2 separate regions of the Sus scrofa genome follow, and region 1 is linked to region 2. Evidence: chromatin contacts called from public Hi-C data. All regions are on one chromosome and are shown on one strand. The core of a region is the stretch at or near the end of the contact, and the rest is flanking DNA. Distances in the headings are between cores, read along the strand shown.

What was found. Hi-C and Micro-C count contacts between places; a contact is called where the count stands out from the background.
Region 1: a contact with region 2 is called in a Hi-C map of liver, with 3 times the contacts expected there. The contact joins the promoter of SRGAP2 here to the promoter of ELK4 in region 2. A contact is called at or near these places in 2 of 47 Hi-C or Micro-C datasets (liver and skeletal muscle).

The regions. Positions count from the first base shown.
Region 1 is chr9:66,836,784-66,839,483 of Sscrofa11.1, forward strand. SRGAP2 (SLIT-ROBO Rho GTPase-activating protein 2) reads left to right here and starts at 1,284. Exons shown (of 23, transcript XR_002335789.1): 1 at 1,284-1,440. It overlaps FAM72A (protein FAM72A), which reads right to left. Exons shown (of 5, transcript XM_021063305.1): 1 at 2,290-2,700.
Region 2 is chr9:66,314,842-66,317,541 of Sscrofa11.1, forward strand. It overlaps ELK4 (ETS domain-containing protein Elk-4), which reads right to left and starts at 1,398. Exons shown (of 5, transcript XM_003357396.4): 1 at 1,027-1,398. It overlaps LOC106504941 (a long non-coding RNA gene), which reads left to right and starts at 500. Exons shown (of 4, transcript XR_001298900.2): 1 at 500-606.

The DNA of each region.
Region 1 (2,700 bases), core at 34-2,533, 520 kb after region 2:
GGGACGGGAGAAATAGCAACTTTGACTTTCTCTTCAACTTTCGGGCAAGGGAGTGGAGAGGAGACAAAAGGCAAGCTGCCTCGGGAACTTTTCTGCAATATTCCCTTACTCCAGTCTAGAAGGATCCTTTACCCTTTAACTCCCGCCCCTTTGGCAATTCCCTCAGCTTCTCCCGTGTTTTATCTAAACCTTCCCTCTTAAGCCCCTCCCACGGAGAGCTCCAATTCCTCTCTCTGGGATCGCAGGCTAAGCTTTCCTACCCACGCCTCCTCTTTGGAAATCTTTCTCCTCTCCCCAGAATTCAGAAATCTCCTCAGCTTTCCCACTGGAAGGATCCTGGGTGCTTCTTAGGCCTCCCGCGACCCTCCTCTGTTCTGCTCGTTCGCGGGCCCACCGCTTCACTTCTCTCCCCGCAGCCCCCAGCCCTTAGCGTGCGGGCTCTCGCGCGGTTCCTCTCGCGTCTCTCTCCCCTCGGCTCTCCCTCGTGCCCCCCGCAGTCCCCTCAAGTCTCTCCCGAACGGCCGCTCCAGAGCGCGCGGTGGTATGGGTGGGGCGGGACAGAGGTCGCTTTGGGGGCTCAGACGGCGTTGAGGTCTCTGCCACCGATTGAGGTCTCTGCTACCGAACAGGTCGTTTTTTGCTCCCTCTTCCGCTCTCTCTGCCTTTCCAACAGGCTGTCAGTTTGAATTGCCAGCGTCGCGCACCGATTGGGAGAACTAGAGTTTGCCCACGTCCCGCATTGGAAGGCTTGGGAGCCTGCCCCTGGCGAGATCTTAGTGGCTAAGAAACCGTACGCCACGCCCCAGTAACGGTGCCTTGATCCACTCGGCTTTCTGGTTGGCGGATCTTGGCCACGCCCCCGATCCCATTGGTCAGCCCTGGGAGGTTGGGGCAAGACCTACTCCCGCCTCAGTGAGAGAAGCAAGGCACGCCCTTCGCGCTTTTTACTGGAAGACATTCTAAAGGTTCCCGCCGGTCTCTACTCTCTATTGGCTAAAACTCTCCGCAACGCCCCTCCTCTCTACCCCGGTCCAATTGGTCGTGCCTTCTCTCAGGAGTATGTGTTTGGCTGTGGGTTCCATTTTAATCCCGCCCATCAGTTCTACTTTGGGGTTCGGCCACCCTGGGAGGAGCTTACTCTGTGACCACGCCTCGGTAGTGCTAGTCACACCCCCAAGTTTCGCCAGCTCCTCCTCCTCATTCCAGGCCTCTCGGGATCAGCTATTTCTATTGGCTAAGAGCCCCATCGGTCGATAGAAAACGGGTGGTGATTGGCAAGGGGGTGGGCTCTGCTTCCCGGCGGGGTCCTGCGGAGTTGGCGGAGGCTCCTCCGGGGACTAGGGGACCGATCTGCGTAGAAGCGGGTGGCGGGGAAGAGGGGAGGAGAACTCTGTGTGGGAAGCGGAGCCGGGGGCCTGGGACCCGTCGCGTCAGAGCCAGGTAAAGGCTCCTTCCCTCTCCCCTTTTTCTTCCCGGCCGCGGAGCTGGAGCCCTGACTGAACAAACCCGGGCAGGGGCGGGAAGGAGAGGGCGCGGATGCTGCTTTCGGCAACGCTTTAACATTGTCGCTTGGAATATCTCAGACCCCCTCCCCCCATGACCTACTCCCAGTCTCCCAGTGCAGCCCATAATACTACTCAGGACTGCATCTCCGCCTATCACCATACTGCCTAGGACTCTGCGTTGGCTCACATGCAGCCGCGCAGTCCGCACCCAGCCCCCTCCCCAAGTCCTGCACATGGGCAGCCTCGGTCCACCTTTTGGCAACCGTCGGTGGCATCACTTGCAGCCATCAGCTGCCCTCTTACTCTGTCTCCAAGCCCCGGCAGACAGCCCAGTTACAGCCCTGGACCTAGAAGGATGGGTGTTCCGCACTGCTTCCGGGGCTCTTCCCCTGCCCGAGCCCCCAGCCGGACCTGAATGGCTCCTCTTTACGCGCTCCAGTTCCCAGACATATCTGGAACCGCAAAGTTGTTAACATCCTAGCGCTGCGTGTAGCATCGCGGCCCACAATAGTCTCCTAACTTCCCCCCCAGCCCCAGGGTTATCCTCCCTTTGCCCTCTCCCCGCCTATCAAGCGCGTGCAGAAGCTCCAGTTATCCCTGGCTCCCGTGCAGTCTTAGGACCCCACCTCTCACCCCCCTCCTCTCTTCCTGCCGGCCTGAATCACCACGCCGCTTCTGCTCTCCCTTCCTCCCTCAGTGCGGCCCTTTCTTCAGGCGGGGGAAGTGGGAGACTCCCGGCGCGGAAAGGGAACCGGGCGGCCCAGGAGGGAGAGTCGCCGCTTACAGCGCGTCTTGTAGCGAGACTCCCGGCACTACACTCCGCCCTCTTCTCTCCCGCCTCCTGGGCCTGGGTCGAAGCGGAATCTCCTAGGGCACCTCCTGGTGCGAGGAGTCGGGACTGCTGCCCTCACTGGCCTTGCCCTAACCCCCAGCCTGGGATTGGGTGCGGTATCTGAGATCTCTGGGCTTGGGTGACCAATTAGGGGTGGCATTTAGAGTCACTCTTGTCCCTGACTTGGGACAGGCGGCGGCTGCCTTCCGTCCCCCCGTCCCCCACCCCCGCCTTCCCGGTTTTCCCGACTCCGACCCTCGCCTCTAACCAGTTTCCTGCTTCTGCCGACCACATTGTTTTCCTGGATGTGTCCCGTGCCGAGCAGGCTTTTTCCTGCAGATCTACCCCCCCCGCCCCCCCCTG
Region 2 (2,700 bases), core at 148-2,647:
ACTTAAAAACAGTAGTTCCCTAAATGGATTCCACTTAACGCAGTTTTAATGTTGAAATAAAAGTCAAGAGAGAGTTCCTGAGAAGGGAAGATAGAACCACAATACGTTGTAACTAAAACACTACCGACACTCTTAAATAGTGCAGCACCAAGTTTTCCACGCAGTGGGGCGGTAAGTGGGAGATGGCAAAGGGGGAGGGAGGACCTGATCCACCAACCAAAGAGATGCGCGAACCGTTCTGATTCGGAATAAAACTCCAGGGTCTTTACTTAAATGCCCCGAACTTCAAACAGTGATAGCCTGGGAAAAAGCCAACTCTATCTTTCGACTACTTCAATCAAGACTGCCCCTTCTTTCCCGCCAAGGCCAGTTAATATTCAGCTCTTAAAAGACAGTTCCGAAGAATGAAGAAGCCACCAGCCTTGCGGCAGCTGTATATTAATCGGAAAGTAAAGGGGGAGGAGGTTTGCTGGAGAGAAGCAGTTAAAGAAATGAAACTTGACACCGGATGAACAGCGAGCTTGGGGAGAGGAAGAGACGCGGATGACCGTGTGCCCCCGAGGAGATCAAAGTCCCGGGGAAGAGCCGCAACCTCACCGTGCCTGGGTAAGCACTGAATTACCGTACTTTCACTTTCCAACTTCCTGTCACTACAGAAAGTCAGAATCGCTCCCCTGTTGCCCTCCCCCCGCCCCAAGGAAAAAAAACAAAAAAACAAAAAAAGCAACCCACTGCCACCTTTTTAACCAGAGGACCTCGCGGGACCAAATAAGGGGCGAAGAGAACGGGGCGCTGCCGCGTCCACCTGCGCGCCTCTGGGCTGGGGCCACTGGAGCGGGCAGGGCGGGCTGGGGGCGGGTCCCCAGGGGAGCGCGCGCCTCAACCCCGCTCCCGCCCCCGCCCGCTCGCTTCCTGTTGTGTCGCGAGCCCCTCGCCCCCGCCCGCGCTCTCTGCGGTTGGAGGCAGCGGCCGCGAGACCCAGACGGGGGCTCGGGGTAAATGAGGCGCGCGAGGCTGGCCGCTCACCGAGGCCGCGCGCGTGGCTCCCTCCGAGTCTCCGCCTCGAACACGATGCTCTTCTCCGCCCGCCGCCTCCTCCTCACGCTGGGAACTCGAAGACGGCGCAGCAGCCGCTGCGACTCTCGCGGCAGAGCCGGAGAAGGCGGCGGCGGCCGAGCAGAGCCCGCCGGGTGTCCGCAGCCTCCCGCATCTCCTGTAGCCGCCGCCGCACCCGCCGCGGCGTCTCGCGCCCCGCCCTCCCCGCCCCCGCACGCGGCGGCGGCGTGGGTCGTCGAGGCCGCTACTCGCCGGGCGCGCGCTTGGGGCGTTCTCGCCGCTGCCGGGCTTGCCTGTAGCTCCGCGGCCGCCGCCACTCTCAAACCCCCCCGAGTAGCGTCTGGGCCCCTCCCGGACGCCGGAGCCGCCGCGCGTCACTTCCGGGGGCGGGAAGGGAGGGGCGGGCTGCAGAGGGGCGCTGCCAGCCGCCCCCGCCCCCTTTCCGGGTTTGGGGGGCCGGGGTGCGGGGATAGGCATTGCGAGGGCGCCGCCTGGGGTTCCCTGCTTTGCACTGTCCGCCGGTCTTCTAAACAGTTGCTAAGTATTTGCCGAGGCGCGCGACCCGAACTTTCGCTGGGAAAGCTCGTTCTGGCGTTGGAGTCAAGAGACATTCAGTCGTAGCTCCACTTCTCACTAACTTGGCAATCTTAAGCAACTTTCTTTAACTCCAAACGGTTTCATCATATGTAAAATGGAGAGAACCCAATCTCTTAGGGTTTAATGATTAAAAGAGATAAAGTACATAGGTGACTTCTCAGAGTGTCCAGCGCATAGGTTCTCATTAAGTACAATTCTTAAGAAACCAGGTCACACTTGATAAGAGAAACTCCTTGAAGAATTTATCAACAGAAGGTGGAGACAGCTAAACAAAACCTCCAAGAAATGGATTACATATCCCATTTAACAGGAAATCAAGGACAGACCAAAGTCTTAGACTCTGTTTTTCCTGGTCATGTACTAGCTGTGTGTCCTGCAGTGAATTGCTTAACCTCTCTGAACCTCAGTCCCCTTATGTAAAACGGAAATAACGTGCGGCATTGCTGAGAAAATGTGATTTTATTTTACCTGGCACATAGTGGACACCCAATAAATAGTGACGTCATTTATTTTGCCTCCTCCTCATTCCCACAATTGAATTCGTGGTGAAATTAGTTGACCTCACTGAGTGAAATGGGATCCTATCATCCCTTTGAAGGCTTTTGGAAAAGAGTCATCACTTCCTTTCATTTCCAACCTCCTCCACCATAATACAGAGTAATTGTGATACACAGTTATTCGTGGAAAAGCAACGGCCCTCTGAAGATGTTAACCCTTCTAAAATAATTTTACCCAAGGATCGTAAACTTATTTTCATTAAGATGTGTTTTAAAAGGAACACGAAATATCTGAAAAGCACTAGCAGTTTTGGCCCCTGCTACAAGTTTTTTCCTTGCAACAACTTCCATTTTAGAAACCAAAAGGAAATAATATGATTTGGGGGGGGGGGGAGCACGCCTTTGGCTTACAGAAGTTCCTGGGCCAGGGATCAAACCTGAGCCACAGCAGTGGCCGGAGCTGCAGCAGTGACAACACCAGATCCTTAACCCACTGAACCACCAGGGAACTCCAGAAATAAGAATTTTTAAGGTAGACTTTTTAAGATGC